Regions from separate parts of the Mus musculus genome. Here all the other regions are linked to region 1. Evidence: chromatin contacts called from public HiChIP or PLAC-seq data. All regions are on one chromosome and are shown on one strand. The core of a region is the stretch at or near the end of the contact, and the rest is flanking DNA. Distances in the headings are between cores, read along the strand shown. Region 1 has its middle 48 kb from the start of Radx. Region 2 holds the start of Tbc1d8b (TBC1 domain family, member 8B). Region 3 holds the start of Rnf128 (ring finger protein 128).

What was found. HiChIP or PLAC-seq counts read pairs in DNA pulled down with a chosen protein or histone mark.
Region 2: a contact with region 1 is called in an H3K27ac HiChIP or PLAC-seq map of microglia, with 7 times the contacts expected there. The contact joins the promoter of Tbc1d8b here to the enhancer-like site in region 1. A contact is called at or near these places in 14 of 39 promoter capture datasets (the 3T3-L1 cell line, the C10 cell line, the HPC-7 cell line and 8 more), 17 of 484 Hi-C or Micro-C datasets (the G1E-ER4 cell line, the MC3T3-E1 cell line, Th2 cells and 8 more), 11 of 115 datasets of contacts at active chromatin or transcription factors (acute myeloid leukemia, bone marrow-derived macrophages, embryonic fibroblasts and 4 more) and 5 of 9 other capture datasets (adipose tissue, embryonic stem cells, liver and 2 more).
Region 3: an H3K27ac HiChIP or PLAC-seq map of microglia shows a contact between it and region 1, with 7 times the contacts expected there. The contact joins the promoter of Rnf128 here to the enhancer-like site in region 1. A contact is called at or near these places in 17 of 484 Hi-C or Micro-C datasets (the AML12 cell line, Th2 cells, bone marrow-derived macrophages and 9 more), 14 of 115 datasets of contacts at active chromatin or transcription factors (bone marrow-derived macrophages, cardiomyocytes, embryonic fibroblasts and 8 more) and 4 of 9 other capture datasets (adipose tissue, bone marrow-derived macrophages, embryonic stem cells and 1 more).

What each region holds. Positions count from the first base shown.
Region 1 is chrX:139,430,529-139,434,352 of GRCm38.p6, forward strand. No RefSeq gene overlaps it. Among named protein-coding and RNA genes, the nearest start is that of Radx, 48 kb to the right of the region's middle. Within about 2 kb of position 2,098, at least 19 of the 459 cell types and tissues checked have an H3K27ac peak or open chromatin away from gene starts, as enhancers often do. A contact at or near this core is called in the G1E-ER4 cell line, bone marrow-derived macrophages, microglia and 1 more, where this site is marked.
Region 2 is chrX:139,682,774-139,686,597 of GRCm38.p6, forward strand. Tbc1d8b (TBC1 domain family, member 8B) reads left to right here and starts at 2,223. Exons shown (of 21, transcript NM_001081499.2): 1 at 2,223-2,537. The coding sequence starts at 2,408.
Region 3 is chrX:139,608,856-139,612,679 of GRCm38.p6, forward strand. Rnf128 (ring finger protein 128) reads left to right here and starts at 1,765. Exons shown (of 7, transcript NM_023270.5): 1 at 1,765-2,434. The coding sequence starts at 1,951.

The DNA of each region.
Region 1 (3,824 bases), core at 848-3,347:
CACAAAACCTTTAGCCCACACTTTCCCTGTCTGTAAGAGGTTCAGTGATAAAGAAAGAATAGAAATTGAGGGAATGTCTAAACAATGACTAGTCCATCTTGAGACCCATGCCATGAGAGAGAAAGAGTCCACCCCTGGCACTTATTAATGATGCTGCTATACTTGCAGACAGAAACCTAGCATAACTGTATCCTGAGAAGCTTCATCCAGCAGCGGATGGAAACAGATGCAGAGACCCACAGGCAAACATCAGACAGAGCTCAGGGAATCTTGTGGAAGAGTGCTCTCACTCTTGAGTGAGTCACAATTGAGTGAGCCAGAGGGATCAAGGACACCACAAGAAGACCTACAGATTCAATTAATCTGGACACATAGTGGCTCACAGAGACTGAACCACAAACAAGAGAGTGTGCATGGGACAGATCTAGTCCCCCTACAAGTATGTAACAGATGTACAGCTTGGTCCTCATCTGGGACCTCTAAAAACAAGAGCAGGAGCTATCCCTGACTCTCTTGCCTGCCTTTGGATCCCCTTCCCCTAACTGGGATGCCTTGTCTAGCCTCAATAGAAGAAGGTGCACCTAGTTCTGCACAACTTGATATGTCAAGGCAGGTTGATATCCATAGGAGGTTTCCACTTCTCTGAGGAGAAGGAGGAGTGATGTGAGAGGGAGGGACTGGAAAGAAAAAGAGGAAGGGGACACTTCGATTGGGATACACAGGAAATAAAGTTAATGAAAAAGGCACATTATAGAATAAATTGCTTCATTAGAACAAATACATGGAAACGACCCCCACAGGATACATTTCAATAGAGCCTAAATAGGTATATTGGTCAAAGTGGATGTTCAAAAACCGCTATATAAAGGACTTGAAAATCACTGGAATGTTTGGTAAGACTTGTTTCAGAACCTTGATAAAAGGAAGCTATCCAGCTAGTGGTGACACCTTTAACAGTTTAGAGAAGAGAACCCCTGCAGAACTGGGACGCTTATATTTGAAGCAGGAGAATTGCTCAGGTGATATAGAAGGTTCTCAGAGGAATAGTCTTTCAGAACTGCTATCAAGTATAATAATAATAGTCCTTCATAGTTATGGAGTACGGTGGAATCTACATATCCCTACCTAGTTAGAGTTTTTTTATTAGGATGCTAGAGAGATGTAAGAATTGATACGTTGCAGCAATTTGCTTCTATTTCAGATTTTCTGTCTTCATCTGCTGCCTTCAGTAAGTTTATCCAAATAAGAAAGAAAACTAATATGATAGACAAGGGTGCAAGAAGGAGGAAGAGAAGGGGGGGGGGAATGGGAACAGGAAGAAGAGGAAAGAGGATTTATTACAAGGAAATGGAGTGGAATATATGATTATAAGGGTCAGCTAAATAAATTCAAAATCTGTGAGACAGGCAGGCAGAAATGATCATATGGTTTCATGGATAAGTTAAAGTACAGGATAGAAGAGAGAGAGCAGTGATTAATACTGGTCATTACATGAAATATATTCCTCAGTTCAGCTGCTTCTGAAATGGAATGTAGGCTAAGGCAAAGAAATCCACAACCTGTTTCCTTAGCCATGAAAAAAATCATAATTTTAATTTATATGTGTGTATATATGTGTGTGTGTGTTTATATATGTGTATATATACACATATGTAATTTAATAACATCTCTGTTAGATGAAAAAAATTTTAGATCACCATATACTACATCCCTAACCTATCAGGTAAATTTGTGTGTGTGTGTGTGTATATATCCACATATATATATATATATAGTCATACAAATAAAATACATATATACATATATATGTACATATATATATTCATATAAATAAAATTCTCAAGTTCAATATTTCCCTCCTATGAATATATAGATAGAAACAATTCCATCTAAAATAGTTATTTCAATGAAGTTGAATACATGGTTATGAGGGCTATGTTTCTGTTATAAATATAGATGCAGTTTTGGAAGTTATCTTTAAATAAACTTTCTTACACAGGGGTGGATGATTAAGAATGTTTGCAAACCTCCACTCAGAGCAGCTCACTTGCCATATGGCCTTCCCACTACACTTGTTATTTTAGGACGCAGAAACTAGGAAGAGGAAGTACAGGCTGATGACTTAGCCACTAGTCCCCTCAGCATGAATTGTCATAATTTCACACAGCAGGTGAAATTAAGCCCACTTATGCTTAAACATACTGTATTCCCCTTAACACATGGTCGGTAATGATAGACTTGCTGTTAATGTTAGTATCCCACACAGATTGTGAATAACCCTGCTAAATGTTTCTACTTCCTCAAAAAGATGAAGTCTCCTAGAACAAATGGTCTTAGTTGTCATAGAAACAAGATCTTCTGGCTGATGTCAGTCTACTATAGCAACAGGAAGTGCAGATTCATTCACAGAAGCAGTTGAAACTACTAACCTAGCTACTTACGCTCAGCTCAATTCAATGAATAATAGGAAAGAAGCAGGAGGTTGAAGGCAGATACCTACAGAGGCAGACACAATATTATAAGTAAAGAAAACTATTAGACGGCAAATATTTTTAAAACAGTAGATTAGGGATGTAGTTTGTGATGGTCTAAAAAGTCTTCTGAGATGTTACCAGTTATCCCATCCCATGGAAACTTTAAAATTGCCACTAGAAGACAAGATCAGAAATATACATGGGGAAGAAGCAAATTATTAGATATTTCCACTTCTTATTTACGTTCAACACAGAGCAAAGTTTTATGAATACAATAACCCAACATCAGAATGATAAATAACTCAGGCCAGCATCTCATTCAAGGATACAAACATAAACTCACAAAAACGGGTTTACTTGGGATCTCTGATTTCTAATGTTGGGGTTCAATATTTCTTATTAGTTCTCTGCTATTTTATCATTTTCCACTTATAAGACAAAATAGTGAATCAGATCATTACTGAAAAGAACATTTGCTTCTGGTTAACAAGGTTAGTATCTTTTTTGTGTAGAAATTCTCCCTTCAATATTGCTTTAGAGTAGAATCTTAAGTCATATCCAAAATATTCTTACAAACCAAAATGCTATATTCATGAATGTCTAATTGTGAAGTATCAGTGATGTTAGAAGCTGACATTTAAAAAAAGAAAACAAAACTAGCAAACCTATGAGCCCTGGCTGTCCTGGAACTCACTCTGTAGACCAGGCTGGCCTCGAACTCAGAAATCCACCTGCCTCTGCTTCCTAAGTGCTGGGATTAAAGGTGTGCGCCACCACTGCCCAGCTGTTTGTCAGGGCACATGTGGAGATCATGAGCTTAAAAGAGTCTCAAGGTATATGTGGGTGGGAAACCTAACAACTATGGTAGAATTGAAACAGCGTTAGTAAGGATGAGCTCCAAAAGGTTAGGTAAAGACAAACTAAGCAATGAGATGCACATACAATGAGCAGGTGAAAGAATGAAGGTAAGTGATCAAACAAATTTACTGGGTAATATTAGGAGAGGAAAGAACTTCTCTACAATAGAAAGGAATTTGAACAATATGTTCTGTATCCTAGACTCTACCAGGAGATGAATTTGAGCCTGCCATTCATCTGGAAAAATAAACATAAAGTCATAAATGCAAATATCCTGAAATAGGATTGTCAACATGGGCAAATCAAATCTTTCATATGTTAAAACAGTTTATACAAGAACAGCCATTTCAAAACTGATACTAGCATTTTTTTCAACAAATCATATGAAGAAATAGGAAAGCTGGAAGATAGGACCAAAGAAACCCAAGTCATTGATGAAGAACTGTAAATAAGGCCCTTGACGAATTTCGTTTCAAACTGAAGTTATAGGTG
Region 2 (3,824 bases), core at 973-3,472, 250 kb after region 1:
TCCTGTTTGACTTTGGAACAAGGTGTAGAACTCTCAGCTCCTTCAGCACCATGACTGCCTGGATACTACCCTGCTTCCCACTATGATGATAATATACTGAACTTCTGAACCTGTAAGCCAGCCCTAATTAAATGTTGTCCTTTATAAGAGTTGCCTTGGCAGCATAGACACACAGGTCCAAGGCCCCTGGCAAATATATATTAGGGGACTGACTGGTCTGGTTTCAGTGGGAGAAGATATACTCAATCCTTGAGAGACTTGAGGCCCCCAGGGAAGGGGGATGCCTGGTGGTGGGGAGCACACTCTAGGAGGCAAGGGAGGAGGAATGTGATGAGAAATTGTGGGAGGGGAAACAGGAGGGAAGGCAATGGCTAGAATGTAAATAAATAAAATAAGTAAAAAAAAGAGTTGCCTCGGTCATGGTATCCTTTCACAGCGATGAAAATCCTAACTAAGACACTTATTAATGAGCATAGCATGCGATACATTAAGTTCCAGGACAATATCAGCAGCGATATTCAAGATTGTTTGTAATTCCTAAGTATTTTACAGGAATATTCATAATTGGACAATGAAAAGAATGCCATGGTATTTTAAATGTGGTTTTAGAGAAACAATTATTTGCAAAGACTTGAAGTACATTATGATCAAGACAAATTTTAGCGCAATAGACATAATTCAATTTGAAAACTGTTTTCTTTATACAATCAGTGAAGTGTTTGTTTATAAATGCAAAAGTGTTCTAAATCCCCAGCTCCAGCTCCAAGCTGGAAGTGGGCCTGATCTTAAGACAGAGTATCTGGGTAGCCCTGGCTGGGTTCAGCGTACAGAGAAGGAACCATCCAATCCTGATGCTCTTTGCCATAACTAGAACCATAAGCATACTGACGGACAATGGCGGCTGGAACTGTACAAATGAAGGAAGACAAAGGCTATCCACATTTGCTGCATTTATTGACCTTTTACTGTGAAGAAATGGAGAAACGATGTGCCTTAATACACCTTCAAAGGGTGACTTTGCGCTAGGAAACACTCTGCCTTGGGATTTTGCTTTGTTGGTGGTGGTGATGGTTGCGTTTTTCTTCCACAAAAATAAATACTTGCTTGTGACATATACCTGCTTCGCCAGAAACCGCCCAAGTCTTGGAAGATTTAGCCTGGAGACACTCCTTGGGGCAGAGTTCACTGGCTCCAGGACTCCTAGTCTGAGTGTCCCAGTCCATTGTCTTAGCCACATGGCCCTATATCTTTATTTTGAATACCTTGCCAACTTCTCAGGACCTTTTATTTGCATTCTTTCTGTAAGCCAGTTTTCACTTTCACTCTATTCTTTTCCTGTCGGGATTGAGTTATCCTAACAACAACAATAACAACAACCAGCCCTCAAATAATTCCTCACAGCAGAACTCTTTCATTTTAGTGCGTAGGCTGTTGTGCAGCATTGTCAAGGTATCAAGAAAATAGGCTGCCCTGCCCTGCAAGGAATTTCGGGTGTTTGTTTGTTTTTTAAGGTTAAAAAAAAAAAAAAGAAATACCTAAAAAGTTGGAGTAGAGATTTTTCAGCCAGTAGTCAAATAAACAGAGGCAGCATGGGGGAAGGGATAATCGCAAGTGTGTGTGTGTGAAGAAGTGTTTTCTGAGATTTACATTCTTCTGGTATGAATGGACAGAATTTAATTTAGGCAAGGCTTTTGAATAACAAGTCTATTCACCCACTGTGAGAGCGTGGGTAAGTAACTTCGCTTGCTAGCGCTTAGCGAGCAAAGCGGAGGATCCACTTTGAAAGATTTCCCTGAGGATTACCTGAGAAATCACCTACTACCTAATAGGCGCAAAGTAAATGGAAGTTGCTGCAGGCTACTGCTTCCTGGATGGGCCATTACTCAAAAATGCCGGAAACTTTGTTTTCAACAAACTAGTCCTCTCACTATAAAAGAACTAGGAACACTGCTGTCATACACGGGGTTAGCTTATTTGAAGCAAAAAGACAAAAGAAAACCCTCTTTAACTTTACACAGGCTAAACTCACTTAACTGGTGGCGGGAGCGCCTCAAAGGCGCCCCCAACCCACCCAACTAGTAACCCAGTGCATTGTGGGAAATGTAGTCTAGGGCTATATTAGACCGGGTACGGGAAAAGTGGATAGAAAACTACAACTCCCAAGAGGAGGTGAAGCGGGGCTATTTCCCAGTCTGGCAGTAGCTCCGTGGGAGGGAGTTGGCACTCTCTCTGCCTACGTGGGAGAGAAGGCACGGTTGGGGGAAGTGTGGAAAACCTCCGGAGGCGCCGCCGCCAACGGAAGACTTGGTGGGAGGAGAAGTAGAGGGGTAAAGACAGGCTGGGAGGGTGGAGGTGAGGAGGACAAATAGGTCGCCTCCGTTCCCGAGGCGGCACAAAGTTCTTCAAGATGTGGCTGAAGCCCGAGGAAGTGCTGTTGAAAAATGCGCTGAAGCTGTGGCTGATGGAAAGATCCAACGAGTACTTTGTCCTGCAAAGGCGTCGAGGCTACGGGGAAGAAGGAGGAGGGGGACTTACAGGTAAGAGGTTGTGGCCAGCTACACCTGCGTTAGGGCTGGGTCCGCTGTCACTGAATAGGTGGCAAGGCAAACAGTTACTCGTCGCTGCCCGCTGCCTCATCTTAAACCCAGGGCGACTGACTGGGGAATTCTGCTCCCGCCACCACCTTTCCTCTGCTACCACCGCGTCCTGACTGTCTTGCACAGGACTCCCAGTTGCTCTTTGGGTCTTACCGCGATAGGAGAAGCTAAGGGGGTTTCCAGTACCTGATGGGTCGCTTCCCATGGCGAAGGGGGCTGATGGGCAGTGCAGTGCGCTAGCTAGACTAGTCCCGTTAAGACAGGCGAGGAGAGCGGGTTCGCGGGTGTGGACTTAACTTTTTTTCCAAAACCTATACAAATAATCACCACCCTAGGGAGTGAGTGCGAGTGTGTGAGGGGCATTGCTAGGACATGGGAATCCTAAGGAGAACGAAGTGCCCCAATCACACCTTGAGAGAGAGGCTGCAAGTGAGATTTGGGTCGGGGCATGGGGCTGCTTGATGCTGGGGAAGTGAAGGAGTAGCCCTCAGAATTACTCACCTCCTCTCAGTTTCGCGTCTTTTGCTATATCCAAGTTTTCAACCCTTGGAATCCCTGTATTCTTCTAAGAGTACATTTCTCTCCAGTGAGTTTGGCTCTGCCCCTTCTTTCAAAGATGTGTAAACCAAACCAATTAAACAAGAAGGAGACTCAACTCTTCTAAGCCAGTCTCCCACAGTTGTTAATCTTAATTCAAAACTGGTCCATGTCTGAAGATTACAAAGAAGGCTGTTTTTAGATCCTTAGTCTTCCATAGGGGCTTTTTACAAATTTGGACCTTGGAGAGACAAGAGCTGTTTTTCATGGTAATTCTTAGTTTGGTATTAGGGCTTTGAAGTGGTGGAGCAGCTTAATTTGGGGAGGGTGATGTAGAGGGAAGAAGCAAAAATCTGACCACCTGAATTTTGATCATATCCTTACCTCTTGCCTGTTGGATGGCATTGATCAAATTCTTTCATATATGCAATCTTTTTTTTTTATGGTGGGTTTAAACTGCTTTTCTCTTCTGAGATTCTTTTTTTATTGATCATTTTATTTGTTTACATTTCAAATGTTATCCCCCTTCCTGGTTTCCCCTCCACACCCCCTTATCCCATATCTCCCTGCCCCCCTCCTCTTTGCCTCTATGAGGGTGCTCCTTCAACCAATCACCCACTCCTGCCTTACCACTCTTGATTCCACCTATGATGGGGTATAAAGTCTCATATATGCAATCTTAAGGTACCA
Region 3 (3,824 bases), core at 515-3,014, 180 kb after region 1:
TTCTCCATGAACAAACTCGGATAATTTCTGAAATTATACTAATACTATAGGTGGCTGGTACTATTCTTTTTTTTAGGGGTGTTATTTTAAATCTCAAAGGTTAACATCATTGACATTGAGGGTGGATATTTTTCCACTGGCCCCATACCTACTCTAAATGGCTCCTAAAGCTCCTTTTAACACTTAAGGTTCGTGTTTCACAGAATACTCACTTGTATTTTAGCTGGTCTTTGATAGATGGTGTTAATTTTCCTCTAGGTTTCTCTAGGGTCCTAAGAGTATCAAGAATAGAATAAACCTATGCTTAACCATGGGAAATACTATTAAGTAAATGCTTAGCCGAGGATTTAGAGATGAGAGTGATTGGGAATGCTGGAAATTAGACTGAACCAAAAATGTAGCTAAGACTGAATTCATAAACAGCATGGTCTCTGGTTATTACTGGGAGGTAACGACAATTGATATTGTAGAACTCCTGTGCCCCTGAACTTGTCGAGTAACAATATTTAACGTAATTTTCATACTCAGCTAAACAGCATCCTGAGTGGTTTACAGGAAGACTTTTAACCATCTGATCAACTCCATGCGCTCAATGTTTTCATTCCCATTTTACAATTTATAAACAAATCGAGGCGCAGAGAAGTAAATTCTAAAGGTTAAAAACTGTTCAGAAGCTGGGCCTGGTAGCACATGTCTTTAACTGTAATCGCAACTAAGCAAGAGGATTGCCCTAAAGTATGCCTATGGTGCTAATTTACATAGTTAACTCCAGGCTGGTTAGGACTACACAGGGAGACTCTGTCTAAAATTCAAAATCATAAATAAATTCTAAAGTGGCTGTCACCTGGTATATTAATTCAGCTTAGTTCCATGCACAGTTTTAGTGATTCCAGTAAATGTAGTCATTGATAGATAATATTGACAGAAATGTATGCTGAACTATGACTAACTCATAAACAAGAGACATGTGTGAGTTGTCCAGGTGGGCTGGCCTCATTTTAGTTGGTATCAAGAGAAGAAAGGTATTGTAGTTAAGATCATGAATCTCGCTGGAAAATCAGTTAGGTCAAACCTAATTTGTGGAAGGTGAATTAAAAAGGGGAGCTTGGCTTTGAGGTGTGTGGAGATGATAATTCTGTTGTGGTTATCAAAATTGCTTGCAAGAGGCATCTGGTGCAGTGTGTTAGCCTCGGGTAGCAAAGACACGTATAGCACTTGCTGAGATCAGGGAAAGAGAAACGTGCTGTTTGGGGCCACTAAGAAGGTAATTAAATAAAGGGAGCAATGAGGACGTGCTTTGCTTGTCCTTTCCGGGGGGGAGGGGGAGGGGGAAACAGGAAGCCTCTAACCCCAGCACTAAACACCTACTCAGAACTCACACCCTTTGGACCTGGGGCTGTTCAGAAGTACTTTCCTACCACAAAGCCCAAACTCCCCTTCAGGCAAAGGAGATGGAATTTGTGCCTTTCAAAACCAACTCCAATCCGACTCCGAACTGAAAGCTTGTAAACTGGCGCATTCTCCAGTTTCTCGGGCCGAGGATTCTTCCTAAAAAGGACAGGACACACCTGGCTGGCCAACCTCGAGTCTCTCCTGTAACGTTTCCCCATCCTGTGACCCTTTTAAGAGGCGGATCCCGCAGTGTCCTTTTCCTCTCCGCTTGCTCGCTCGCTCGCTGGCTGGCTCTCTCTCCCAGCCACCTCTACCCCCAGCCGGGTGGGCGGAGCTTCGCGCGAGCGTCCCAGAGCCCGACGAGGCCGCGGCAGTCGCGAGCGAGCATCCCTAGCGCTTGCTTGTAGGAGCTGCGTCTGCAGTAGCCTGGCCGCTGACGCTGCGTGCCGGCTGGCAGGGCAGCCTGCGACCTCGCTGGCCCCGCGCCCGCTGCTAGCCGCCGGCTCCCCACCTGGTTCGCACCTAGTCCCAGCCCGGGTCGCCTGCCGAGTGCGCGCCATGGGGCCGCCGCCCGGGATCGGGGTCTACTGCCGCGGCGGCTGCGGAGCTGCCCGGCTACTGGCTTGGTGCTTCCTTCTGGCTCTGAGTCCGCACGCGCCCGGTTCCCGGGGAGCCGAAGCCGTGTGGACCGCGTACCTCAACGTGTCCTGGCGGGTTCCGCACACCGGAGTGAACCGCACGGTGTGGGAGCTGAGCGAGGAGGGCGTGTACGGCCAGGACTCGCCGCTGGAGCCCGTCTCCGGGGTCCTGGTACCGCCCGACGGGCCCGGGGCGCTCAACGCCTGTAACCCGCACACCAATTTCACGGTGCCCACGGTTTGGGGGAGCACGGTGCAAGTATCTTGGTTGGCCCTCATCCAACGCGGTGGAGGCTGCACCTTCGCGGACAAGATCCATCTGGCTTCAGAGAGAGGGGCTTCTGGAGCGGTCATCTTTAACTTCCCTGGGACCCGCAATGAGGTCATCCCCATGTCTCACCCGGGTGAGTGCAGCTACTAATTTGCAGCTCTTCAAACCTCTACTGGTGACCAGCTTCCCCGGTTTCCTTCCCTGCTTGCCTCTCCCTGTCCCTTTGCTTGGAAAGAAAACGGGTGCCCCTTTTTTTGCCCCCACTAAGTAGAGCAGGGTCCTCCCGAGAGTCTTCAGGTGTAGGGGTTGGGTGCAAAAGAATTCTTCAGAATTTAATTTGCCTCTGGTGGAAAAGGGTAAGACAAACGGGGTGGGGTGCTTGGGGGGGGGTCGCAGAGGCTGGCACAGTTGGGGTTTTCGCTTCTTTTCCTGGTGTTTCACAAGGGTGCTTTCCTGGGATTAAGGGTGTGGGAGGGTGGGCATTGGCTTTTAAACTAGGAGGGAGAACATTGCCTGGGAATCGCTTTGCGGTATAAAAACGGATTTTTCTCTTCTCTCTGGGTTTCTCTTCACATTTCCTATGAATCAAGTACAAGATTATGTTACAGTACTCAGTTAACCTCATTGTAATTTTTTGTGGAAACTTTAGCTTAGGAGTTCTCTGCCCAGTGGTCTTGGATCCCAAGTAGTTCTTGTTATCAGTGCTTTTGTTTGTTGCCTCCTGACAAACCTGATTTAGCTTCTTGAGTTCCAAGGCAGGTGGTTAATGCTACTGAAAATAAAATAAAATAAAATAAAATAAAATAAAGGCCCATACTTTGTAAAAAGTCATCCAGGTACTTCTGAAATGTGTGGACATGGTGGGGTGACTATTTAACTCCCTTCAACTGCCCTTCCAGAAACCTCCTTTTTGTGGTTTGTGATCCTAGGACCTGAAGGACAAAGTGTGTGTGTGTGTGTGTGTGTGTGTGTGTGTGTATGTGTGTTGGTGGTGGTGGTGTGTGTGTGTGTGTTGCAGGGGAACAGGGGAGAGAAGGGAAGAGTCTAATAACAATGTTTCCTGGCTGTTGAGAGCTGGGCCTAAAGTCAGACCTTGATTCAAATGTCTGCGCTGGGGCTTCCTAGTCCTGTGACCTTGGCAACTTATCTGAACTCTGAGTCTTGGTACTCTCATCAGTCAAATGAGACGGGATAATAAGAAACCGATTATCCACAGGTTTGCCTCTAGGGTAAAAATGAAATCAAACCTTCTAGAGTCTAGGGCAGTGTAACTAAAGGTTAGCAGAGACAGAGACTCCTTTAGGAGTCCCCGAAGGAAGGAATTTAGTTATTTAACTGCATGAGAATGTGTGTTTTGCTTGCAGTACTACCACTGGCTTGGCCTGGAGAGCTCTGGCCCTGAGTGAGGGGCTGTGTGGCACAATGGAAAGAGCACTGAACCAGAACCCCAGAGATTGGAGTTCCTGTAAGCTCCCTCCCTTGCTTTGCTCAGCTTTGTGACGACCTTGTCCAAGCTACATGTC